2 separate regions of the Triticum aestivum genome follow, and region 1 is linked to region 2. Evidence: chromatin contacts called from public Hi-C data. All regions are on one chromosome and are shown on one strand. The core of a region is the stretch at or near the end of the contact, and the rest is flanking DNA. Distances in the headings are between cores, read along the strand shown.

Region 1 (6,941 bases), core at 1,082-3,581, 220 kb before region 2:
CAGTACATCCTCTGGACAAGGGGTCCTTCGAGAGGCTAGTGGAATCAGAAAACTTATATTTCTTATATTTCTTTACGGAGGGAGTACTTATTAATATATACTACTAGAAATCCTACGCGGTAGATTTGGCTCAAGAAATAAATCAATTTAATCCAGGAGATGTTGGTACTGGTACAGGTCAGGATTGATCGTCATGTCTGCACGGACCTGCCCCCAAGACCCAGTGAAGTACTCACCTTCTATTTATTTGCCATTTACATCAGCACAGTCCTAGTAAATATGGCACGCAACATATGTGAGCACCTAGCAATATCTATGACTATGAACAGAATAAAAGTTTGTCTGGTGCCCATCCACATAACGAATTACCATGCGGTAACGAATGTTGTTTATCTCTACGGAATTTTGAGTTTGAAATGATTATGGCTTAGATGCAAATTAGTCAATTCAAATATGTTTGCTCATAAAAAAATGCCACCAGTTGGGGAAAATGGGGCCGAGATAACATAAGAATAGGCATAACATAGACATGTAAATAGTTTGCTTATAACAGGAAAAATACGCTTCCAGCTTTTGCTCCTTTACTGTCATATATGAAAAAGAAGACCATTAACTGACCCAGCAAACAGAAAGTGAAGTGTGGGACAACTAGAGGGGCACACAATTAAATTAATGGAAATAACCAAATATTCCTTGTTTGCAATGAAAAAGAAATACTCCTACAATATGAATTGATAAGACATTTCATATTTCATCATTTCCACTGGCACATTTACGTTGTCTTGAACATCCGAGGTGAACACTCGGATATGAAGTCACATAGCAAAGACACACCTTTGAGCATGAGACCTAGCTGATAACCTAATTACTTTTTTTTTCAAAACAGGCTTTCGCCCCGCTTTATATATAATAAAGGAAACATCAAACGAAGTACACGGCCGAACGAACGATACAAGATGGTGGGGTAGCCCTCAAACAATGCCGATCCCAAGATAGTCGGATCAAGCAGAAGTACGACTACGCTACCAAAAGAAAGCATTGGGAAAACTGAGTGCAGCGCTACACGGTGCCCTAAACACATAAGCTCCACGACAACGCCCCCCCCCCCCCCCCCCCCCCAGGGAAAACGGCGCAAACCGTCGCCGTTGCCAAGTCCAAAAGGAACAAGGGTCTTCACCCGGAACCCTGGCACGCAGAGGAGCACCACGACAACGTCTTCAGGAAGATAACGGCGCCCGCAATCGTCGGCGACGAAGCGCAAACCTAATTACTTTAGTGCTAGTTCTTTGATTGTCTGGTTATAAAACGGAATCAAAGCTTCACAGAAGCGGGAAATACTCACAGTCGGAAGCAGCACCTCCTTGACCACCTCGGGCGCCACTACCACGCCCAACTGGCACAATCAGTCCATTCAGAATCCCGTTTTTCTTATGCAAGCTCTTCTTTGCTGATGCCGCGGCACCCTCCTTCCTCCCCTCCTTCTCCCTCCCACCCTTCATCAAACTCCTCAGTGGGAACACGCGCACGCCGCCAGCCTCGCCGAGCAGCAGCCTCCCCATGGCGACCTCCATGGCATACACCGGCCGCGTTGGCTCGAGCTGGATGACCGCACACTTGTGCAGCTCAAGCGTCCTCCCGTCCGCGGCCATCCTCGGTGCAAGCACCCAGATCTGCCCGGCGGCGAGGGAGAGAAGCGCCACGGCGTTGACCCCGCCCGCGAGGCGGACGCCGAGGCCGAACGGAAGGCCGTGGAGGGGCAGGCTGGAGGGCGAGACGTGGCGCTTGAAGGAGAGCGGGGCGGGGGCGAAGCGAGCAGAGGCGAGGGAGTAGGCGCGGAGGTGGACCGCGGGGGAGGAGGGGGCCGGGTGCGCGGAGAGGAAGAGGAGGTGGGAGGAGGGGAGCAGGAGCGCGAAGCAGGCGGCGGCGGCGAGCGGGGAGGGCACAGGGGTGGGAGCTGGGGCGGGCGACGCGGCGGAGGCGGGGGCGGGGGCGGGGAGGGAGGCGAAGAGGCGCGCGGAGGCGTCCGGGAAGAGGAGCGCGAAGGCGCGGGACGGGGAGGGGGCCGGCGCGAGGAGGAGCGAGGTGGGAGAGGACGGCGCGGGCGGGAGAGGGAGGCGGTGGGCGCTGAGAGGAGGGGGCGAAGACGGCGGCGGCGGAGGAGGTGGGGGCGGGGGTTGCCGAGGAGGCGGAGGCGGCATGACCACCGCCGGTGTTTGAGGCGGCGGGTGGTGCGGCGACCGGGCGGAACGAACTGGTTCGGGGTCGGTCGGGGCCGGCTTGCTGTGTGTACGTGTAGATCGGGTGTGATGAGTTCCGTGCCGGCTGGTTAAATTTCCTCCTCGATGGCTTAGATAATGTCCTGCCAAATTAAATTTGGGAGCCCGTATCAGATGTAATCGCCTTTCCGTGCCTTCTCACGATGTATATCGGATCAAATAGATAAAACCAAGTCTCTTTGATTTGAGGCGTGCTAGTCAGCTGAACTTTTTAAAAGATTGGCCAAGTCGCGAGCAGTTGGATCTAGCGCATTGAGCGGAATCTTGTTGCATAATTTTTTTTGCAGCATAGATCTAGTTGCACAAAAGTTTTGGTACAGAATTTGCTCTTGTTGTAAAAAAAAAATCCTAACAAAGGTCTTGTTGCAGAATGTTTTTTATGAAATTTTATACATAGTTCTTTTTGTAGAATTTTTTACAATAAAGGTATTATTGCAGAAAAGCACCCAAGAAGAGAACGCCATGAGAGTTGGTTTGGGAGCTCGTTTGTGGAAAGAGAGGGGGGTAAGGAGAGAGGAGGAGGAAAGGAGAAAGGGGTTGGCCTGCATCAACGGCACCTTGCAGCAACGGGCATGAATCTGCCTAGCATGGGTGATGAGTGGTGCCCTGGCCCGCATCAACGGCACCTTGCAGCAATGGCATGGATCTGCCAAGCACGCGGTGGTGAGCGGTGCCCTGACCCGCATCAACGGCACCTTGCAGCAACGGGCATGAATCTGCCAAGCACGCGGTGGCGAGCGGAGCCCTAGCCCGCATCATCAGCGCCTTCCAAACACCATTCATGCATGCACCTTGTAGTAGCCGGCATAGATCTTAGTATTTGGGCTTCATCCAGATCGAAAAAAGTGGGTTGAAAGAACGAGGGTGAAACACTAGAGGAAGGGGACAGAGTTGCCCCGGATATTTCTAGAAACTCGAGGGTGCACTGTACTAGGGCGCACACGGGACATGTGGCAACAAAGGGAGGCGGTCAATGCAAGCGACGTAATCTGTCAGTTGATTTGTAACATTTCCCCTTTAATTTTGAGTTCCTTTTAGATTCTAATGTTTATGAATTCTATTATTTGTTTTTGCGGGGAAGTTTCTATATAGTTGTTTGCTTCAACATGTTTTTTAGCGGGGTTCATTTCAACACGTTGTTGGTTACCGTTCGACATGAGTGGTGAGATGTCTTAAAAGCACGTTGTTGGTTAAGTTTTTTTAACACCATTGTTGGTTAAGTTGACTGTCATGGTTAAGATTGAAAATTTTCTAAAAAAAAAAGAAAGTTAGAATGAAAATGCGGGGGAGTTAGACCCTGAAAATGTGCAAGTGGCCTATCTAAGCTTCATGGAAAGCTTCACATATGGCTAAGAGAGTTAGGCGGTGTAAACTCTTTCCTGATTGTATCAACTGGCATTGTGTGCTTATATATACAATTGCACGAGAGAGGGGGATAGGGAGAGAGTACAACGACACTAGCCGATAATGCCTATCACGCAGGTTGTACATGTGCACATAGTGCATGAGTTGTTCAAAACTTTGGGTTCCCCGACGTTGAGACTGGACTAGAGTTTGAGGAAGACGCCTGTCGGTAAACCTTTGGTCAAAATATCAGTGGACTGCGAGCTTGTGGCACATGAAGAACGCGTATTTCACCAAGCGTGGCATGCTCTCGCACAAAGTGAAGATCGATCTAATATGCCTCATGCGTTGATGTTGCATCAGGTGCTCGGCATGTACATAGAGATGATGTTGTCGCAATAGACTATAGTGGTGCGCGCTAGAGATTGATGGAGTTAGCTGAGAAGCTGGCATAGCCACGTTGACTCTGTGGCATTGGCGACCGCTCGGTACTACGCCTCGACACAAGACCGAGAGTCGGTGTTTTGTCTCTTTAGACATACGTGTGTTGAGGCAGCCGGCCTAGTCGGCATTAGAGTATGCGACGAGCTTAGTGGTGGTGGTGTGATGAATCCAAAGGCCGAGATGCATCGTGCGACATTGATGACCCACAAGTATGTTGGGAAACGTAGTATTTAAAAAAATCCTACGATCACGCAAGGTCTATCTAGGAGAAGCATAGCAACGAGCGGGGAGAGTGTGTCCACGTACCCTCGTAGACCGAAAGTGGAAGCATTTTATCAATGCGGTTGATGTACTCGTACGTCTTCACGATCCGACTAGCACCGAATGTACGGCACCTCCGTGTTCAGCACACGTTCAGCTCGATGACGTCCCTCGTACTCTTGATCCAGTTGAGTCCAAGGGAGAGTTTTGTCATCACGACGGCGTGGCGACGATGATGATGAAGTTACCGGCGCAGGGCTTCGCCTAAGCACTACGACGATATGACCGAGGTGTGTAACTGTGGAGGGGGGCACCGCACACGGCTAAAAGATCAACTTGTGTGTGTTAGTGTGCCCCCCTCCCCACGTATATGAAGGAGGGAGGAGGGGAGGGCCGGCCGACCCCTAGGGCGCGCCCAAGAGGGGAGTCCTACTAGGACTCCAAGTCCTAGTAGGATTCCACCAAAAGGGAGAGAGGGGGAAGGAAGGAGAGGGAGAGGGAGTAGGAAAGGGGGGCGCCGCCCCCCTTCCCTTGTCCAATTTGAACTGCTAGGGGGGGCGCGGCCTGCCCTGGCTGCCCTCCTCTCTCTCCAACAAGGCCCATGGTGGCCCATTAGTTTCCCCGGGGGTTCCGGTAACCCCTCCGGCACTCTGGTTTTACCAGAAAATATCCGGAACACTTCCGGTGTCTGAATAACATGGTCCAATATATCATTCTTTATGTCTCGACCATTTCGAGACTCCTCGTCACGTTTGTGATCTCATCCGGGACTCTGAACAACCTTCGGTCATCAAATCACATAAACTCATAATACAAATCATCATCGAACATTAAGCGTGCGGACCCTACGGGTTCGAGAACTATGTAGACATGACCGAGACACATCTCCGGTCAATAACAAATAGCGGAACCTGGATGCTCATATTGGCTCCTATATATTCTACAAGATCTTTGTCGGTCAAACCGCATAACAACGTACGTTGTTCCCTTTGTCATCGGTATGTTACTTGCCCGAGATTCGATCGTCGATATCATCATACCTAGTTCAATCTCGTTACCGGCAAGTCTCTTTACTCGTTCCGTAATGCATCATCCCGCAACTAACTAATTAGTCACATTTCTTGCAAGGCTTATAGTGATGAGCATTACCGAGAGGGCCCAGAGATACCTCTCTGATACACGGAGTGACAAATCCTAATCTCGATCTATGCCAACTCAACAAATACCATCGAAGAGACCTGTAGAGCATCTTTATAATCACCCAGTTACGTTGTGACGTTTGATATCACACTAAGTGTTCCTCCGGTATTTGGGAGTTGCATAATCTCATAGTCATAGGAACATGTATAAGTCATGAAGAAAGCAATAGCAATAAACTAAACGATCATAGTGCTAAGCTAATGGTGTGATCCCATTCATCAAATGACAACACATGTCTATGGCTAGGAAACTTAACCATCTTTGATTAACGGGCTAGTCAAGTTGAGGCATACTAGGGACACTCTGTTTGCCTATGTATTCACATATGTACTAAGTTTCCGGTTAATACAATTCTAGCATGAATAATAAACACTAGCAGGTAGTGCGCGGCGGCACGCCGCGCCACATGGATTGAGAAGCAATTTAGTTTGTTGTAATATTTGATAAATCAATTAAAGGCTTGATTTCTGACAAAGTAGATCATACAGGAAAAGGGTACATTTAATTGGTACATGCACATAAGTGATCTACAAAACGTAGTGATAGTGAGTACTGGATGCAGAGTTGCAAAGCTCTTTGCTTTTCTTAGACATGAGATGTTGATCCTCCAGCTGGCCTCTAGCTGGGTTTGTTTCTGTGACGTAGTGATAGAGATATGAAGCTATTTCTTCTGCTCTTGTTTTTGGTGGTTTGTTTCCTATGAAGACAATGTTAAACTTATTGTTGTGTGCATGTTCTGACTCTAGACAGATTAGCAAAATATTTCAAAATTGAAGACAAACTTTTTTGAGGGTTCTTGTTCGCCTTGACAAGGCTTGCTTTTTACTGTTTTTGTATTTGTAATTCCTTTTCCTTGTCTTACTCCGTTCTTGTGCGGCTGATTATTCCATTCTTGTGCGGCTGAGTAGCCTTGTACAAGATGTGAGAGACAATTGTCCCTGGTTGTTTATTACTAATTGTTTATTAATGACAATTGTACATAATACGAACGTGAATACAAAGAAACTGGGAAGTACAATTAGATAGAGTTATTCATCTTTATAACGCAATATTTGGAGCTGAGGTGGAATTGCCTATTGGGTTGTCTCAGTGATATCGTGACAGAGGGTAGAAGTTGGAGCTTGCTGGTTTCTCCCGATCACAGAGGGCAGAGACAGCTTGGTCTTCGGGGTATTATGATTTTTCATATATACACATGTTGATTACGGGTCTTCGGGTGTATTACAATTTCGCATATACGATATACTCCCTCCGTCCGGAAATACTTGTCATCAAAATAAATAAAAGAGGGTGTATCTAGACGTATTTTAGTTCTAGATACATCTCTTTTTATCCATTTTGATGACAAGTATTTTCGGACGGAGGGAGTACATGTTAATTTGTTTCAACATGACAGCAGAAGAGATCATATTGTGT
Region 2 (6,674 bases), core at 2,332-4,831:
CTTTGAATTAACAATTACACCAGCAAGCAGAATTGCTACCACATCCAAAATGTTTAAGCAAAAACCACCAATACTTAACAAGCCGTAGAGAGAAGCAAGCGCTCCAGCTCCACCTAGTGTTTCTAGGCGTTTTGTAGAGAACAGAGCAAAGTGTATATACTCTTAATTATAAACTGTATATGTTTTAATTTGACAAGGATGAATGTTTCGATCAACGATATATTTACTAAATAGAGTTTCCATACATGTCACTTCTCCTCCTCCTCTATCACTACCCGCTGTTCCTGTTGTCATGCAGGAGACAGTAGCATGCAAGAATCACTGAGTAAGTATTAGAAACATGAATCGGTGACAGAGTAAAGCAGGAAAAAGCAGGAAAAAATAAAAAAACCTTTCAGATTAAGCACTTAAAATCCATGGCCCCACAGCCCTTGGGCGCAGACTAATCCGCTAAGGTAACAGTCAGTCCTATCGTCAGAAACAACACTCTTCAAAAGAAGAGTAAACAGTCGTCGAAACAAGACTCTTCAAAAGAAGAGCTAACCCTCCAGTCACGGATAATCAATCAAGAATGTCTATCTTATGATGGGTTCCCAAATAAAACAGTCACCTAATTAAGCTACTATTATATTATTATTATTATTCTCTAAAAAAGCATCTTACGAACGAACAATAACGCCATCAGATACTGACATAGACCGCAGTGAGTAGCATTGGTGATGGTATATCAACCTGAGAGCATGACAACACCTGGTGGTGATGCGCACGGGTCTTGCCGGGAGTTGAGACGGAGGATGGGTGGTTCGAGGTTGCTGTACGCCTCCCGCAGCTCCGCCCTGTTCTTCTTCACCACCTCCGCGAGAAAAGGGAGGCTGAACAACCCAGATAGATTCAATTTCGCTCGGTTAGTTAGAATCAATTCAATTCCCCAAGATAGACATACGCGCAAGCGAGCGAACAAGAGAGAGGGCGCGCGCACATCTCGGAGGGGGGACCCTTGGTGACCTTGGCGCCGGGGAGAGATCGTTCCTTCAGCTCCGCCCTCATCTCCTTAAGCTGCGCCTGAAGTTCCGCCGACTTGACCGGGTCTGCCGCACAACAACGGAGGCGTCAGATCCACAAGAAACTAGTAAGGACGGACGCAATGATGCTTACCCATGGCGACGGTAGCGGTTGCAGCGTCAGGGGCAAAGCGGAGGCGGCGGCGGAGCGGGGTGGACGTCAATAACGCACGAACTCCAGACCGAACGACTCGTTCGTAGTGGAGGGGGCATTCGTTCGGGAGGAGAGCCCCCCAAGCCCGAACGCCCCTCCCTGTCGACCCTACAGCTGGTAGCGAAAAAAGCCCGACTGTTTCTATGTTGGGCCAGATTAAAGCCCAGATTTTGCAGTGCTACGAAAAAAAAGGCATCAACGTTAAAGCACAAAAAATGCCATGGGTAAAAAGAAATTGTTTCTTTCAACGACCCAAAAGGAAAATAGTCATGGCAATTTTCATCATACAAACAAAACAAAATGCCATGCAAAATTCATAGTAAAAAATGCCATGATATTTTTAATTAAATTGTATGCACAATTTGAACACAAAATTGTGTGTGAGGAATTTGCCATGGTGTGGTAGTATAAATTGCCATGTTAAAAACATACAATTGCCATGACACTAAAGAATAAAATTTCCATCATGAAAATTAAAGAAAAAGAAGGGAATTTGCTATGGCCCATGATTTCAAAACATAAAATTACCATGGATTAAAAACTAAATAAAATTATTGCACTACCTATAATGAAATGTTTACACATGGCAAATTTAGTAAGTTTTTCTTCAAAAATAGATGGCAAACTTAGGAGTTTTTTTCACTAAAACACAAGGCATCTTTTTGAGCAAATGTAACTGGTAAATGGATTTTGTTGAAAAAATATGGCAAAAAAACACTCATGATAAATAAGGAAATCCAGACTACACGACCAAAAAGTTGCCATGCTATATAGTGAATGAAATAAAAATTTGCCATGGGAAAAATGTTTAATTTGCCATGGCAATAAATTTAAATATTTGTCATGGCGACATATGGAAATTTGCCATGTCAAAAATAAAAAGTAAAAACTGTCATGGCAATAAAAGTTAAGAGTTTCCATGGCAAAAAAAGTTAATTTTCCATGGCAATAAAATTTAAATATTTGCCATGGCAGTATAGGTAAATTTTCCATGTAAATTAAGGTAAAATTGTCGTGTCAAAAATAAAAAATAAAAATTGCCATGGCAATAAAAGTTAAGAGTTGCCATGGCAATTAAGGTAAATTTGACATGTCAATTAAGGTAATTTTTCCATATGGCAAAAATAAAAAAGTTAATTTTATTGTGATGATATTTTACTATATACATGAAGACACAAAAAAAATGTGGATTGAAAAATGCCATGGCAAATAAAAAGTAAAATTTGACATGGATGTAAAAGTTATTTGCCATGGCAAGTAAAGAAGTAAATTTGCCATGAGCAAAGAGTAAAAGTAAAAACAGTTGCCATTTATGTAAAAAGTGTAAATTGCCATGTATGTAAATGTTAAGTTGCCACGACAAAACAGAAAAAGGTTAATTTAGCATGGCACTTTAAAAAAGGCAAATTTGCATTGGCAAGAGAAAAGGTAAAATTGCCATGGCAAAAACATGGTAATTTTGCCGTGTTGCAAAAAAGAAATAATTTCGCCATGCCATTGTTACAAAAATTTGACATGGTCACTAGAAAATGCAACATTGTGCTCCATGAGCAGGAAACTGGACAAAAAAAGCACCGTTCTCTGACTAAAAAGAACAACTAGGTATTTTGTGGTATCTAAGTGGAGAACCCAAAACTACGACACATTCCTACCACATAGGCTGGAGCTTCCCGCTTCAGGAGCGCATGCCAGCAACGAAAAAGCAGCAGATGCGTTGTGCTTCTCCATGCGCTTCCGTCGGTGTGTCTCGGTGAGCTGCCATTGGATGCTGTGATCAGCCGACTCACCATGGCCACCGTGCGCCGCGAGCAACAGGCTCAACCCGGTCACCCCGCGGGCGCCAAGTATCGTGCCGCCGCAACCGCGCCTGCGAGCCACTGCTCAGCACCACGCGCCCGCCAGCCCAGGTGCCATTCTCGCCTCCTCCACCGCCATTGTCCTCCCTGGTCACCTGCGGCAAGCCCTCAACACCGCAACCACCGACGGCGGCTGATCTCCTCTGTACGGACAAAGACGTCAAAACGGATCTGGTCGAGAGAGAGAGGGAGAGAGAGAGAACTCGTCGCCGGCCGCGGCGGCGCGGGGAGCAAGCAGCGCACGCGCACAAACGATGCGCGGAGGCCCCCCGAACAGCTCCGCTGGCCGAGCCACGCGCTGACTGCCGCAACATCATCCCGCTGCTCTCCGAGCTCGCCACCGTGGTCCTCGCCATCACGCACCGGCCACCCGTAGCTCGCCGGAGAAATGCGTAGCTGGACTCCATAGACCAACATGGAATTCGCCTCTCTCGGGCGGAGCTCTAGAAGCGAGGGGAGGATAGAGCAGGGGAGAAAGGGGAGAAATGGGGAATGGTGGAGTGGGTGGAGCGTTCGTTGTGGGCGTCGTTATCCCTGAACGCTACCCCTCATCCGACGTGGCACTCTGACATGCTTTAAAATTAGTGCAGAAAAATTGACGATGATTAGAGCGTTCGGGGCGAGAAGCAAAATCACTGGTCGTTCGGGAGTTATCGATTTCGTGTTCGGATCTCCTATAACTTCTCAAAACTTCTGTGAGAGAGGCATCAGACCACCTCGCTTCTGGTCGTTCGGGAGTTAAAAGCGAGGAGGAGAAGCTGGTTATGAGAAGTATTGAGAAGTTGAGAAGTATTGAGAAGTTATAGGAGATCCGAACACGCTCGCTTCTTCTCCTCGCTTCTAACTCCACGCAGCGATTGCAGAAACGTTCGGCTCCATCGGCAGCTTCTCATAGCGTTGCAGCCCAGCTGGCAGGCAACAGGCCTGTCGGGCGCCCCTTTGGGCTGGCTGAAGGCAGCCCAACTCAGTGAACAGGCAGCCCAACTCAGCGAACGAGGATGAGAGGAGAGAAAAACGATTCAATCGAGCGATTCTTTCCTGTACGTGGAGGAGCTCAACTGAAACGTTTTCTTAGGCGGTGGCATATTGGTTGTAATACGGGTGAACTCCAGATTCTTGTTTCGATGGAGCTGGACCGAAGCTGCTCCAGATTTTTGCACTACCAGCGACCACAGCTTCCTGAAGCCAGCTTCTTGATGCTATTTCGTTCGGCTGGACTCCGCTCCAGGAATTTGTGAAGTGTGAAGTGGGAGAAGATCAGAACACGTTGAGGCGCAATGTGGGCTGAATGAGCTCAGCCGGGTTGAAAGTGAAATCCGACAAAGTCCATATTACCATCCTTGACTTCTGTGAGAGTTCAACAAAAAAAATACTTTTGTGAGAGTCAGCATTTCCTCCCTAAACTAGAGAACCGGATGTTTATGCTTCTCAAACTATTGAAACCGGCCGATTCACCTCCCTATGCAATTGTCAAAGCGGTTTTACTGACGTGGCATCGCGTCAACTGGCTTATGTGACGCCACGTCAGCCATGTGGGAGGTAAATTGAACTTTCATAATAGTTCAGGGAGGTCCACTAGACATTATAAAAAATATAGAAATATTTTTTTTAAAAAATCCAAATATGTTTTTTGGTATAAATGTACATTTTAAAATAGCAAATGATATTTAATGTTATAAAAATCATAGAAAGTTTCTTTTAAGTAAAAAATATCATAGTTATTCCTTTCTTCCTTTCATGTTCTTTAGATAATGAAACAATATTCTAGCTTCACGCCTCTTAAAAGAGAGGCATCAGACCACCAAAAAGTAATTCTATTTTCCATGTCCAATCGCGGACAATTCGTCCAGTTGCTTCCCATGGGTTTTCATAATCGATAAGGAAATCGATCGAATCATCTGTTGAACCAAGAAAAAGTATTTCTATTTTCAATGTCTAATAGTGGATCCTGAAATCTCTACAATAAATTAGATAGGTAGCTAAGGTAATCTAGTTCTCTATACATGAGCCTGTTGTCATTCTACTGGAATGATGAATCTATAATACATAAATAATTCATCCCCACTATCCTATTTCTCTATACATGTTGTCTACCCACCTCAGCAGCCTTGCCTCATCATCATTTTTTCTTAATTATTTTGATCGTGCAGCTCGCCATGTCAGCATTAAAAAAAAAGGTATGATTGGACTCTCTGGAAACCGAAGAGGCCTCTTTGGTCCTTCGTAGCCGAAAAGAGTCAGCGTACAAACCAATAAAAAGAAGCCCATCGAACCATCTCTTCACATCTCTTGGCCTTCAGGCTAGCCATAGTGGGGTAACTTAGGTAGTAACTTAACACACCCCAGGATAATTTTGCTTATGTGACAAATATTTAATGAGGAGAGAGGTGCTTGGAATAACATAATATGTTACTGTAACATAGCGCTTCCCGAAGTAAAATGAGTTTATAAGACAATAAATGAAACTATCTATGACACTACTATTAAGATACTTTGCACTATGAAGATAGTAACTTAGACGCTTGGAATAATATAATATATTATTGTAACATAGCGCTTCCCGAAGTAAAATAAATCTATAAAACAATAAATGAAACTATCTATGATACATACTTTGCATTATAAAGATAGTAACTGACTTAACACTAGTCAACTTACTCACCACTATGACCAGCCTGAGAAAGAATTCTCTTCGCATCCCTTCCTTCCCTGTATCATCGCAGCAGCCAGGACGGCGCGACGCCATCAACCACCGGGCGGTGACCCGCAACCTAGAGCAGGTGCAGGATCGCCACCGCCTCCGGCCGACAAGGATTGAGCTCCATGGTTCCAGGCGCACCGGGCAGATCCGCCGCCGAGGGGACGACCTCCACCACTGCCCCGCTACCCTGCATACTCTACGCGCCCAACCCCGGCCACCTCGACGACTCGCCTCCGCATGGACGACCTGCACCACCGTCCTACTACCCCAGAATCGACGCCGCCGCCGCCTTTTGGCGACTTCCCCTACCCAAGTGGCGTCTCCAACATCAGATTGGTGTCTGCTCCTTTGCTCTGAAAACGTGTCATGCTGTCCAGGTAATGTACAGTAGTCCGGGTTCCTCTTGCAGTATTGCTCTTCAATAGCACATGTGTTGTATAGATTACTGATTAATGCACTATTGTTGCAGATCCGTTCTCTTTGTCCTGAAGTTGGCTGGGGACTTTCCACATGGCAAGTTCCATTGGATGTATCAAAGATAAAATGAGTGGATTTGGTATCATACCACTCATGTTTCGGCACTGTACCTACAAACTTTGAGTCTATATTGCCATCTCAAAAATACATGGGTAACATATTAAAGGTGCATTCATGTATTTTTATTTGACACCATGTTGATTATATCATTTTTTGTTTGAAAAGAACTATCCCTGAAGTGATCAGAGCAGTACCGTGTGTGCCACCCAGTCGCCAGGTCAAGCTGCTGCGCTAGATCGTCTTCGTCGTGGATTGTCGTCATGTTCGCAGCCATCGCACCACCTGCCGGATTATTGTGGCAACTCCTGTTAGGCATCCTCTCCTGAATCCTCATAGAACTCACATGTACTCTTGGTTCAGTCTGT

The links. Hi-C and Micro-C count contacts between places; a contact is called where the count stands out from the background.
Region 1: a Hi-C map of leaf shows a contact between it and region 2, with 6 times the contacts expected there. The contact joins the promoter of LOC123061808 here to the promoter of LOC123061807 in region 2. A contact is called at or near these places in 2 of 5 Hi-C or Micro-C datasets (both in leaf).

The regions. Positions count from the first base shown.
Region 1 is chr3A:493,339,603-493,346,543 of IWGSC CS RefSeq v2.1, reverse strand. It overlaps LOC123061808 (atherin), which reads right to left and starts at 2,331. Exons shown (of 7, transcript XM_044485084.1): 1 at 1,343-2,331. The coding sequence starts at 2,198.
Region 2 is chr3A:493,119,251-493,125,924 of IWGSC CS RefSeq v2.1, reverse strand. It overlaps LOC123061807, which reads right to left and starts at 3,581. Exons shown (of 5, transcript XM_044485081.1): 1 at 2,868-3,581; 2 at 1,156-1,393; 3 at 980-1,088; 4 at 751-872. The coding sequence starts at 3,005. LOC123058485 (a long non-coding RNA gene) reads left to right here and starts at 5,715. Exons shown (of 2, transcript XR_006427217.1): 1 at 5,715-6,149; 2 at 6,242-6,674.